Linked DNA regions of Mus musculus: regions 2 and 3 are each linked to region 1. The links are chromatin contacts, called in public HiChIP or PLAC-seq and Micro-C maps. All regions are on one chromosome and are shown on one strand. Each heading gives the region's core, a stretch centred on a gene start, on an enhancer-like site or on the middle of the called end of the contact. The rest is flanking DNA. Distances are from core to core; before and after follow the strand shown. Region 1 holds the start of Ncoa2 (nuclear receptor coactivator 2). Region 2 holds the start of Prdm14 (PR domain containing 14). Region 3 overlaps Ncoa2 (nuclear receptor coactivator 2).

Region 1 (4,084 bases), core at 429-2,928:
AGAATTTAGGACAGGAGAAGAAATCTAAGTGGCAATGGGGACATTCCTGCGAGGAACCCAACCTCCCTGCAAAAATATTATGGGTTAAGAGTGGAGGAGGACAGATCAGAGGGACACTCTGTATCTCCTTGTTCTGTCCCTAAGCTGCTGAAGGCTTTTGAGTCTTCGGGGAACATAATTTATTCTAGCTAATTAAAAAAAAAATCCTTAAAATTTACTAACAGGTGGTCAAAACCAATCATTCCAAACAGCAGACACTTCCCTGAAAAACGTGAAGTAGCCTATTGCAGACCTCCTTCCGATTCCACTCACCAATGTTAACATTTGTTACAGCTTTCTAAATATTTTCTAGCTATAGCCAAGTAGGCATATACTTTTCTTTTTCTTTGTCATAATAAACTGGAGCTAAAAAAAAAATACGATCAAAAAGCATGTTTTGCAATTAATGGACCTGGGCTCAAATCTTGCCCACCTTGCTTACTGTGTAACTCTACAAAAATTACTTCTTTAGGTTTCAATGTTTTATGAGGTATAAAAATAGCAATTACTTCGTAAGGTTTGAGGATTAAAATTTGGAGTGTGTGTGAATCACTTAATGCAGTGCCAAGTCGTTACAGTTCAATAAACACTTATTGTCTATGGCAAGTGACCTTTCATAAGAGTTAAAATAAGGAAACGTGTTCCTGTCATATTTTGATAACTTCCGTTAAGCAAACAAATGTTGCTCATTTCTTTCAACTAATTATATCTAAATGGAAAAGAAGTTGCTTTTCCAGTTAAAAACCAAACAACATTTAAACGTGAAAACTCCTCCACGTCTCCTTAATCCCAATACTCCATTGAGGATTTGATAATGGATTCCCCAATTAAAAAACAAAACAAAACTTTTGTTGTCTCACTGCGTGCGGAGAACACTCCCCTCGGTCTTTCTAAATACTGAGCAGCCTTTGCTTTGTCAGGCAATCCCGGGGTGGTACCCCGGTAAGTTCGCCTCCCGCGGTCACGCCCCTCTATCCCCTCCAGAGACCTCAGGGACAGCAATTGGGGAGGCGTATCCACGAAAAAACCGAGGGGACATGGTGGCCAAGGAGTGCGCCCCGGAACAGCGTCTGGGTGCAGAGGTGCGCCCGAGGGGTGCAGGCTGCCGGCTACCGGGCCCTGCCTGAGCGCGCGCGGGAGGCACCTCTGGGACTAGGTTTTCCGCGACCTTCTCGCCGCAGCGTCCCTGCCGTCGGAGGCGCGGCAGTCCCTTGGCCTCCACCCCCAGGCCCGGGCCAGTCCCCCTTTTTAGCTTTCTTTTGGGCATTGCCCTTTGCCCTCGCATGGAGTCCTCTGTTGACTCTCCCTTCACTTCCAGTCACCCATAGGTCACGGTCCCTAGACCACAGCCACCCATCTTGTCCAACTCCCCGAGCTCTGAAGTCTCGCCAGCCAGGGAGATGCTGAGGACCCCGCGGGTGGGGTAGCCCCGGTGTTCCCGGGCCCACGCTCGGGGGCGCGGGACGCAAGTTTCCGCCCGGTCCCCTGAGCGGTGACAGCGTTCGCTCGGAGGCGGCGGGGAGGCGGAGGGCGGGCCAGCCCCGTGCCCGAGCCCCCTCCCCTGCTCGCGAGCTCGCGCGGTCTGTGTCTCTCTCCGCAAGTGCAGAGCCGCGGAGGAGGAGGGGGAGGAGGAGGAGGGAGCTGGGGGAGGATCTCCATTGAAATAAACAACCAGGCAGCAGTTATTAACACGGGAACATGGCGGCCGCAGCCTGGGCTCCCGCGGCGGCGGCGGAGGTCAGCGCCGACGGCAGCCCGCACCTGACGGCGTGACGGCCACATTGGTAAGCGCGCCTCCCCTGGGGGCTCACGGGCGGCGGGCGGGGGGCGCCGCATTCCCACCCGGGCCGCTGCCCTTGGTGCGCGCAGCCCGGCGGAGCCGCGCGCCGGCCGGCCGGGCAGGCTGTTGTTGTGTGCGGGCACCGCTGCCCAGGCGTGCGGAGCCCGCGACGCCCATCCTCGAGGCGCGGCCGAGCCGGGGACTCGGCTCCCGGGGGGAGGGGGGAGGGCGGGAAGACGCCGAGTCCCCGGGAGAGAAAGGAGGCGCTCGGGCGCCGGGCGAGAGAGCTCGGGAGACGAGCCCTGGAGCGCGAGGCGGGTGGAGGCTGCAGCCCGCGGCGCCGGCCGAGAGGTGAGCACCAGGCTGGGAAGCGGCGGTTGTGCCGCGGGCCCCTGCTCCGGCCCCCTCGAGGCTGCGCGGCGCAGCCCGGGCAGGCGGGGGAAGCCCGGGCCGGCGGGCGCAGTCGCGGCCGGTGCTTTCTTCCCGGGAGGCGTGCGGCCACTGCTGCACGGGTGGGAGCCGGCCGAGGGGAGGCAGGACCTGGGAAGTGCCGGGGGTGTGTGAAGGTGACGCGGCCGGCAGGGGCGGCGGCGGGGGCTCGGGCGTCTGGGGGGCCTCGGGCTTGGGTGGCTTCGGGGCGGTAGCGCTCGGGCCGCGCAGGCCGGGCCGCGGTGGGGGCGGGGAGCCGGGGTCGGGCGGCGGCGGCGGTGGCGGCGCCGCGCCGGGCTCGCCCCTGACTTAACTTTCTGGGTGCGGGCATGTGTGCCGGAGGCGCGCTGGGGCCGCGGCCGGGGGCGGGAGGCGGGCTGCGGGCCAGGAGGTTCCGGGTTGGCTCGCCAGCGCCCCCTCTTCCGTACCCCTTCTGCGGCCCCTGCAGGGACAGGCCCTCGGGGGCCCCCCGCGGGAAGCGGGAGGGGTCCTGGCGGCCCTCGCGCCCCGGTCACGCCCTGGGCCGGGGACCCTCCTCTCCGGGCCCCTGGAGGCTCCCGGGGAGGCGTCCAGGGTCGGCGCCGCGGGCTGGAGTGCCCGCACCCCGCCCCTGGGGGAGTCCTGGAGGCGCCGCGGCCGCGCTCGGGGGTGGCTCGGTCCCTGCTTCCATGGTCCCTCCCTTTCCCCTCCCCCAAGTGGCTTCCGGGGCCTGCGGACTGAGGGGCGGGAATCGGGGACCCGAGCCCCTTACTCTCCGGGAGTGACGTTGGGCCTCAAGCCTAGAGGGCCTGTCACTGGCAGGGGAAACTTTCCCAAACCCGAGCCTGAGCTCGAGCACCCTCCTCCGCCACCTCGTCCTCTAATCCCACTCCCACTCCACCTCCTCCGACTCCTTCCCCTCCCACCGACCCGAATCTGGCTGTGCCTGACTGATGGGGCAGTGAGCCAATGGAAGGCAGGAACTGACCTGCCGGGTACCGGTAAGCCAATGGTGGGAGCCAGAGGCAGGAAGGAGGCGGGGTTTCTTCCGTCCAGTTAGGGCTGAGTTGCAGGCGGGGCGGGGGAGCCTTGGAGACGCCGCGAGCCCTCCACTCTGGCGCGTCCCTTGGTCACCCGCACCTGGGTTTGTGGAATAGTGTCACTCACAGAATCTGTGACCCGGGGAGACCTGCATAGGTGCGCGAAGATATTGCTTTTCTCTGGTGCTGCGAGAGGCGTTGTTTTAGACATGACAAAGTCTAAAGCCACTTCAGGATGTGGCAGTAACTGCGAGGCCCGGTTTTAAAATGGCATATGTTGATAGTGACCGCGTTCTGGATCTCAGCACCAGGTGAGATCTTTGAAGGTCTGCGTTAGTTTCACTGGGCTTCTGTCCAGCACCCGGACGATGGTGAATTGAAAGGGCACCCTGAGAGTAAAGGCGCGGGGTGGCCTCTTGTGAGGTGATTTTTAGGAGTGCTAAAGCATTCTTGTTTGGAATTGGCCTCACTGGGATCTTGTTTAATCAGACCAACACCAATTTCCCAAGTCTCCTTGAAAGTTTCGTGCTTGGTCTGGGTGTGACATTTTAACAAAGTTACTGGTTATGCTGTGCATATTTTTTTGTCTTGTTCTTGGGTAAACAAAATGAAGTTTTGAACCAAAGCGCCACTAAGATACCAAGCGTGGGTACTTAGCAAAAGCAGCTAAAGAATATTTGTTGGCAGAAAACAAAAGGAATAAAGTATAGCAGTATAGCTTTCCATATTACTCCCTTACAAAAGATTCGTAAAACATTTTATCTATTTATTTATTTATTTATTTATTTATTTTTAGTTTCCTTAAACACGGATGAAT
Region 2 (4,084 bases), core at 860-3,359, 250 kb after region 1:
AAAACTGCAGCAAAGTATAGGTAGAAGTTAACAGGCTGCCTTCTTGGTTAAGAGTGCTAGCTACTCTTCCAGAAGACCAGGGCTAATTCCCAGAGCATACATAAAGGGCTCACAACCATCTGTAACTCCAACACCCCCCCCACACACACACACACACACAAACACCCGTATGCAGTCAAGGCTCTCCCCAGGGGTCAGATAACCAACTGGTGCACAGACAAAACAGCCACACACATAAAATAATTCTCAAAGTCTTGAAAATTAAAGTATAATTCTGTTTTTATCATAAATGCTATATATGTACACCTCTAATCATAGCAACTGGAAGACTGAGGCAGAAGGATTGAATTGGCCGTAAGTCTGGGTTACGTCGTGAGAGCAGCTGTAAAGAATAGGGAGAAGGGAGGGGAAGAGGGGAGACTGGTATGCAAACTATTGAATAACCAAACAAACGAGGGCTCTATGTCTCTTTAGCTGGTCTGGCCCTCCCTACTGTGCAGGTATATTTGCCTCAATGGTTATCTTATGGAAAAGGCAGAGCCCTGGATCTCTAGCCATTCCCACTTCGTTTCGGAAAATAAAGCGCTGCCTCACCCTTCGGATCTGTCCTGCAACTGTGAAATGATTATGGATGCTAACCCTGTAGATCAGCACAACCGCACTTGATGCTACGTCTTCGGTGCTCAGGCCCAGGGAGGGCAGAATGTATTGCTCTCCGAAGCCCGCGCATATTCGCTCGCGCATATTCCTGCTCTTCTCATGCGCCTCCTCACCGGGGACACAGGCAGAATCAGTTCATGGGGCTCTAAAGGGACCAAGGGGACAGGAGACCTCCATTCTCTGCTAGTTTTGGAACTCCGGGCGGCTTCCCATTTAACCTCGTTTTATGATTAGTAATCAAATCACTATCAGTCCGGAGGAGAGACTGAGTCTCTCTCCTCACTCATCACAGCGGTCCCCCCCCCTCGTGACAGGCCCAAAGAGGAACTGGAATGGTGTGGAACCTGACCAAGGTCACCAGCTTCGGCGCGGTTTTCTCCACCCTAGGTGCTTAGACCTGCGGATGTGAACGGGATTAAACGCCCCTTTCTCTCTATTCATCGCTTGCAAGGAGAATAAAAATGCAGTCGTTGAGCACAGTTACAGTCTGGACCTAGGTTCTCAGAGCCTCGGGTCAAGGTCGCAAGCCAGGGTCAGCGGAGAAGGTGTCCTGTGAGGAGATTAGTTCTCCCCTACCAAGAAATAAAAGCTGCAGAAAGGGCAAAAGGACCCCCGGGGCCTCAGAAGCGTCTAACGCCTAACTTCTCAGCCTACCTGGTTCTCTGACAAATTTGACCAAGACTAAGAACAAGCTTGGCCTCCTAGACGCCAGTCTGTATGTGTGTGTGTGTGTGTGTGTGTGTGTGTGTGTGTGTGTGTGTGTGTGTGTGTGTGTATCTGTGTGTGTCTGTGTGTGTGTGTCTGTGTGTGTATCTGTGTGTGTCTGTGTGTCTGTGTGTGTGTGTCCTTGTGTGTGTTGGAGACCTTGCTTAGGCAACAATTGTTCCGTGTGAGAGTGGGGGCTGTGTGTAGGTGTCATTATTCATCGCTCTCAGCTTCCTACACCCATCCTTTTAGGGTGTAGTGTGTGTGAGGGCACAGAAGAATTTATTGGGTCCCCAGGGTAACACTTGTTTAGTTCTCACGCCGACACTTCTGGGTTTGTGTGCGTGTGTGGTGTGTGCATGTGTGCACGTGTGCGTTTACACACAGAAGGTGAACACTGGTTAGCATTTGCTACGCTCTGGCCTTGGGCAACATTTGCCACACTATGATTTCCTGACGTTGCTAGACTGAATCAACAACAACAACAACAACACCTGCCTGTGCAAGATGGGCAATCGCACTTCACAGGATTCCAGGGAACGGTCAAGAGAACTGTTAGGTTAAGTGGGTGATCTCTGGGGACCTGGGGAGGAATCCAAGCGCTCGCCAATGAGTGTGGTGGGCGGGGAGAAGACTATCAGGGGACCTCCACAGGCCTGATCTCTTCTACTGCCTCCCTCTCCAAGTACCCTGAGGCCGGATCTGCACCCTCCCTCTTAAAGCCTGCACAGCCTTCGGGGGTTTCAGAAGTCTAGGGTCCCGAGACCCAGCGGGTGCCGCCCTAGCCTTGGCCTGAGGTAGGTAGGTCTTTGGCCCGCTGGAGGGACCTACCCCGAAGGCTACAGGCTTCCAGCACGGCTGGGAACAGTGCTCTGTAATCGCTTTCAAAATTCGTTTTGCAGTTGTTTGGTTGTTTTTGTTTTTTCTTTGTTTTACTTAGTTAGTTGTTTTTGGCTTTGTTTTTGTTTTAAACTTCGTAATTGGATTTTGGCTTTCCACCTCCGGAGTCGCTTGTCTTGGGAGTTAGAGCCTGCGCTGTTCGGGGCTCAGGGGGAGATAGACGGAGAGGCCTGTGTGGTGGCTGACCTCGCCCCCTGACCCTATGTTCTTTAACATCTGAGTCACGACCCGGGTTGTTTTCCTTATTGGACACATTGATCCCTGATCTTAAAATCCTCGGACCCTACGGGTCTTCACTCCTTAGCCCTGCTGTGTGGCTACTGAGAAAGAAGCATTTCGGGGGCCAGGGCCGCCGCGGCCAGGTCGGCGACAACCGAGACATCTCTCTGCTGCCTGGCTTGGGACTTGTCATCCCGGAGTCTCCAGAGGCGACCTAGGTTGAGATGGCTAGGGTTGCCAAGAGATTGGAGATGTGGCGGGAAGGGGCGCTGGGCGTGGGTCTCTAGAGGGAGGACGAATACCGCTCCGCTCCCCTCGGTGCTGTTGGGACCGCCGGGGTCGCTGACGTTTCGCTAAACTCCTTGGGGTGCCGAGTCGACTCAGAACCCCTTCTGCACTGTCCCACCGAGAGCGCACACTTCTCCTATCTCGGCTGCATACTCAAGAGCGCCTGAAGCCACTGCCTGCTCCGAAACCGGTGCAGGGTCGTGCCCTAGTAGCTTGGCTAAAAAAATTATATTAAAAAAAAAAAAAAAAAGACGCTCGTAGAGACCTAGGCGGGTGGTTCGTTTTGTTGGGCTGATAATTAAGAGAGACGGAATTGAAACCCGTTTTGTAGGAGCCGGGTTGAGGGCTTGGGAGCGGGGGTCACCGGCATTCCTTAGTCAAGGTGGTTTAGGGAGCAAAAGAGAAGGCGACCTGAGCCAGCACCTTTCAGTCGGGTGACACCAAGGCAGATTTTCGTTAGAGGTTTGAGACGTTTGGCTTTTTAGTTCGGTTTGGTGTGGGAGTTTGTGCCTTTTGTGTTACTTTTTTCGAGCTAGGATTGGCGGGATCGAATTGGGAACTTTGTTCATTGACTTTGATGGGGTGGAGGGAAGTAGTTAAGATCACCTAGGACCCCTCACTCAGCCAGCTCGGTTTCCCACAGATCCGCAAAACTCAGCTTGCGATGGCCTTACCGCCCTCTGGTGAGACCCAGTCCCAGGACAAGGCGAACTACCTGCCCCAGAGCAACCCTCACCACCTGACTACCTACTACGCGCATGCCCCAGGCTACAGTCACTTTAGGAACCTCGCCACCACCGAGGAGGAGTTTCAACCTTGGAAACTGGCAGCTGCAGTGCTTGAGTCCCAGGCGATGGCCCCTCTTGATGCTTTTCGGATGACTGCTCCCTTGTTGAACCCGGGTCTGGCTGTTCAGAGCGAGCCGCTCTACAATCTGCCCTGGTACAAATTGTCACCATGGAACCGAATTCCTCAATTCACTCCCGAAGTACCACGATTTCTAGACAGCACTGAGCATAGGAGCAGCGGTTCCAGCAACCAAAATTTGGTCCTCGGCGGCGGCGGTGGCCAAATCAGTGGTCAGAGGTGGGAAGCTGAAAATTTACTTCTGCCATCCCCGGTAATTGCTTCCCTACTACCTGATGGAATTAAGTCGTCCCAGTCAATATCTGTCCCCCAAACCTTGAATCAAGAGGGGAAGCTGCCGTTTTGCGGCTTCAACTTCACAGAGGAGGAACTGAGCTTCGTTCTGTATGGAGCCATCGCTAGTCCGGAGCACCCAACCGACTTACAGCATGCAATTTCAGGCATC
Region 3 (4,084 bases), core at 1,098-3,597, 140 kb after region 1:
CTGTGAGGCAGGAGGTCCTGCAAGAGTGCTTGCTGTCAGGGGATGCAGCTGGCTTGGAAGACAGTCTGGCAGGGCCACACATATATGTATAGCATGCACAGTCTGTGTGCTCTAGTCCTCACAGGTTTAAAGGAGACAGGCAGAAGTGGATTGAGTTACATAGAAGGAATTCACTATGCTGTTAACTCGAAACAAAGAAACTGGAAAATAGGAACTGGTTAAATATTTATGGTTTACTCGTATGAGAAATTATAGAGCCATTAAAAGTTATTCTTTATTTGCATGGTGGTGCCGTGGTGGCACATGCCTTTAATTGAAGCATTCAAGAAGCAGAGCCAGGCAGATCTCTGTGTTTGAGGCCAGCCTGGTCTACAGAGTGAGTTCCACAACAGCCAGGGCTACACAGAGAAATTCTGTCTCAAAACCAAAGAAAACAAATTTAAACATTTTTAAAATGCTCATACAGATAAAACTTAGTGGCCTAATATTCTTTTTTTTTTAAGATTTATTTATTTAATGAGTACACTGTAGCTGTCTTCAGGCACACCAGAAGGGAGGGTATCAGATCTCATTACAGATGGTTGTGAGCCACCATGTGGTTGCTGGGAACTGATCTCATGACCTCTGGAAGAGCAGTCAGTGCTCTTAACTTCTGTGCAATCTCTCCAGCCTGTGGCTTAATATTCTTAATTTTACTAATTTTCTTAATATTAAGAAAAAGGAACAAATGTAAAATTAGACGTGTGCATATGCATTTTAATTGCTTAGCATGAAAGTTTTCAAGGTTAGTGGTGAGCATATGCAGTTTTGTGTGTGTGTGTGTGTGTGTGTGTGTGTGTGTGTGTGTGTGTGCTCTAACCCACAGCATTGTGCAAGATTTAACAGTTTACTGGTGTGCTAGAACGGGTGCCTGTGGCATGTTCTCCATTAGGACAGGCTGAATCCCCCCCATCTACTCACACCCCATCTCTGCTTTCTGCTCCCTCCTCCCTCCTCACCTTGATCTCTTATCCTTTCTCTCATACCTAGAATACAGTCATTTCAGTGATGTTATAGAGCACCCCTGTGTAAACTCTAATGTATTGACCTATGTTGTACTAACAGAGCAGGTACCCCTACCTCCATCTGTAGTCCCTGCTGTGAATCCCAGCCACCTCTGAGTTGGTGGCTACTTCAGGACACCTCACTCTTCTGAACCCAGTGATGGTGTCTTAGACCAACCAAAAAGCCAGATTCTTGTAAAGCCAGATTCTTGTTTTCCAACCAGTTTATTCCAGTTGTACTTGTTACTATAATTGCATATTGATCTTGAAATTTGAATTTGAAAACATGTATTTGTTAGAAATAATAAGATACGTCATGTGGACAATTTCCTGTTAAACGGGGACATGTAAGACATCTATAGTAGCTGGGGGAGTGATGTTCTTTTAGGTAAACAGTGAAGAAGCACTCTTAAGGGCTTAGTAGGGCTGTGTAAAGATGCATGCCTGCAGTCAGTGCTATGGAGCCTGAAGTGCAGGGACCTGAGGTGAAGGCCAGTCAGTATTCAGTATTCAGGAGGCAGTACACCCCTGTCCCCCAAAAAGAAAAAACCTTAAGTCTTTTTAAATAAATAAAAATGGGAAATCATAGCCCCTTCACTGCAGGTCTGGTTTACACCAGGAAGTGCTGAGAGAGCAGTAAAGATGGATATTCATGCTTATGTACTTATGATGAAATGCTTAAAGTTACAGGCATCATTTTCTATAATTATCTTTCACAACTTTAGTGTTCTTAATCAGCCAATTACTATTTCTGATTTTACAAGGAAAGTTTTCTGTTTAGAGTGAAACTGAGACATCTTGGTGTGCCTGAGAAAGTGCCTAGCAACTTCCTTTCTTTAAACTCTGCGGTCTACAACAGTAATGGAGTCTTATGTATTGACCCACTGGATAGTTCTGAAGGATGTGTGTTTATTACACAATGAAAAAAAGAAAGATTCTATCAAATGATGAAGTAAGCCTTTAATAAGTTAGATTAAGAAAATAATTTCTATAACACATTCAAGTTTATAAATTGGTCTTTTCAGTGATCATTATGTCCTGAACAGATCACTTTAGTGCCCACATTACAGTTAAAATTAAAATTGAGGGACAATTGGGTCCCTCCTACCTCTGCATTTGAGTGCTGGGTTTGAAGGTGAGTGCCATTGCCATTCCTGGCAGGATTAACTTTTGAGTTCTAAAATGTCTTATGTGCCTTGTTCATGTTTCAGAACTGTTCTCTTGGTGCCTTGTTCTCTTCCTGTGTGCAGTGGTGGTGAGCTCACACAGGACGGGTGAAGGGCACGTATATCACTGTATGAGGCACTCAGCCAGTGTCAGTTACTGAGTCACACCTGAGTTTGAGTCCAGCCTGTCCTTTGGTATCTGTGAGACTGAAGTTGCTTTGCAAGCAGGTTAGAGAAGTTAGATAACCAACAGGGTGTATATGTGTCCATCTCAAGACATCAGGCAGAGTGAGGTGTGCAAAGTGTCTGTGTGCAACCTCCTCCTCCTGAGTGAGTGCTAACCAAAAAGCCCCAAGGAAAGAAGATGCTGTAGGGTGAGAGAGAGCGCCATGGAGGTCAGGAACAAAGCTGATTGCCTCAGGCTGAAGGCCTTTGACATCTTAGTCATTTTCTCACATCAACTGGGAAGGCTGTTAAGTCTCAGAAAGAAATTATAAGTAACAGTAAAGAAAGATCATTGAATTTACCTTTGACAAGTTATGAAAGTCTAACATAAATCTTCTTCCTCTGCTCTTGGTTTGCTGATTTCTTTACATTTATACTTAAGCAAATTGGATTTTAAAATGTTAGCTGGAAGCAGGCACCTCACTTGCAGTGCGGAGAAAATGGCTTATGGGGTGCAAGGAGTGGTGCTCTTTCTGTGTTTTCTCATCTGATGCCTTATTAAAAATTGTCTTGCTATTTCTGTCTAGATTCAAAGAGCCCCGTGAGTGCCTGCACTGAGGAATTTAGCCTGAGAGGACGCAGAAAACAGAAACTGGCTCTAGCCAGTGATGTCACACTGATATACCCCAACCCTACCCCACCCCCACACCACTTACATATTCTGCAATGAATTTTGCCAGTGAGGCATTTGGGGCTTGGGGGGAATTTCTTTCTCCCACTTTAAGGAAGATGTAGACATGAAAATGTCACAATGTAATATTTGTGTCACCAGTGACTATGAGTCAAGACATTCATTTGATTATAGCAGTGCACATTAAAGAGCCACCACCCGCTTCTGTTTAATGTGTTTATTACTGTCTTCCCAATGGCATCTTGAAGTGTCTTTCACTAAAAAATTCATGAGTATTATTGGCTTTCAGACAGAAAATACAATATGTCTTTTAGTAACTGTCTAATAGACCACTTTAAGGCCATTATACAAAAGTAAATCTAAGAGCAAAGCATTTTGGGGAGGAAGAATTTTTAGCTTAAACATTTGTTTATACAGTCTTCTTACTCTTGCGTAGAAGAGGATCTGGAACGCAGAAGGTAGTTGCCGACGCCATCTCCTTGGAGAGTAGTTGTAGGGTGTGTTGTTTTCTTTAGTCCTGGCAACTGCTGCTGTTGTAGTATTGAAGTCATTTTCTTTTTTTTCTTTTTTCTTTTTTTCTTTTTTCCCTGAGACAGGGTTTCTCTGTGTAGCCCTGGCTGTCCTGGAACTCACTCTGTAGACCAGGCTGGCCTCAAACTCATTTTCTTTTCTTTTTTTAAGATTTTTATTTATTATTATACATAGGCACACTGTAGCTGACTTCAGATGCACCAGAAGAGGGCGTCAGATCTCATTATGGGTGGTTGTGGGCCACCATGTGGTTGCTGGGAATTGAACTCAGGACTTTTGAAAGAGCAGTCACTGCTCATAACCGCTGAGCCATCTCGCCAGCCCCCTTGAACTCATTTTCTAATGAGGTTGTTGTGTGCCTGACCTGCTGTTTCTTTATAAAGTCAAATATACAATATGGTACTGTAAAGGAGTCAGATTAAACTGAGACTCTGCTTCCAAATAAGATGTCTTTCATCATGCTTTCCTTAGAAGTGACTCTTGTAAAC

What was found. A called contact is a pair of places that touch in the nucleus more often than the background predicts. HiChIP or PLAC-seq counts read pairs in DNA pulled down with a chosen protein or histone mark.
Region 2: a Micro-C map of embryonic stem cells shows a contact between it and region 1, with 3 times the contacts expected there. The contact joins the promoter of Prdm14 here to the promoter of Ncoa2 in region 1. A contact is called at or near these places in 8 of 39 promoter capture datasets (the C10 cell line, the HPC-7 cell line, cranial neural crest and 2 more), 1 of 15 datasets of contacts at CTCF or cohesin (large pre-B cells), 3 of 484 Hi-C or Micro-C datasets (all in embryonic stem cells), 7 of 115 datasets of contacts at active chromatin or transcription factors (acute myeloid leukemia, cardiomyocytes, craniofacial prominence and 2 more) and 2 of 9 other capture datasets (adipose tissue and liver).
Region 3: an H3K4me3 HiChIP or PLAC-seq map of bone marrow-derived macrophages shows a contact between it and region 1, with 3 times the contacts expected there. The contact joins the enhancer-like site here to the promoter of Ncoa2 in region 1. A contact is called at or near these places in 11 of 39 promoter capture datasets (the 3T3-L1 cell line, 3T3-L1-derived adipocytes, the C10 cell line and 7 more), 5 of 484 Hi-C or Micro-C datasets (the N1E-115 cell line, cortical neurons, liver and 2 more), 13 of 115 datasets of contacts at active chromatin or transcription factors (the 230-238 cell line, the SCID.adh cell line, bone marrow-derived macrophages and 8 more) and 4 of 9 other capture datasets (adipose tissue, liver, macrophages and 1 more).

The regions. Positions count from the first base shown.
Region 1 is chr1:13,371,677-13,375,760 of GRCm38.p6, reverse strand. It overlaps Ncoa2 (nuclear receptor coactivator 2), which reads left to right and starts at 1,678. Exons shown (of 23, transcript NM_008678.3): 1 at 1,678-1,823.
Region 2 is chr1:13,125,188-13,129,271 of GRCm38.p6, reverse strand. It overlaps Prdm14 (PR domain containing 14), which reads left to right and starts at 2,109. Exons shown (of 8, transcript NM_001081209.2): 1 at 2,109-2,162; 2 at 3,416-4,084. The coding sequence starts at 3,437.
Region 3 is chr1:13,229,919-13,234,002 of GRCm38.p6, reverse strand. All of the region lies in intron 2 of Ncoa2 (nuclear receptor coactivator 2), which reads left to right. Among named protein-coding and RNA genes, the nearest start is that of Gm23169, 100 kb to the left of the region's middle. Within about 2 kb of position 2,347, at least 21 of the 459 cell types and tissues checked have an H3K27ac peak or open chromatin away from gene starts, as enhancers often do. A contact at or near this core is called in the N1E-115 cell line, bone marrow-derived macrophages and memory CD8 T cells, where this site is marked.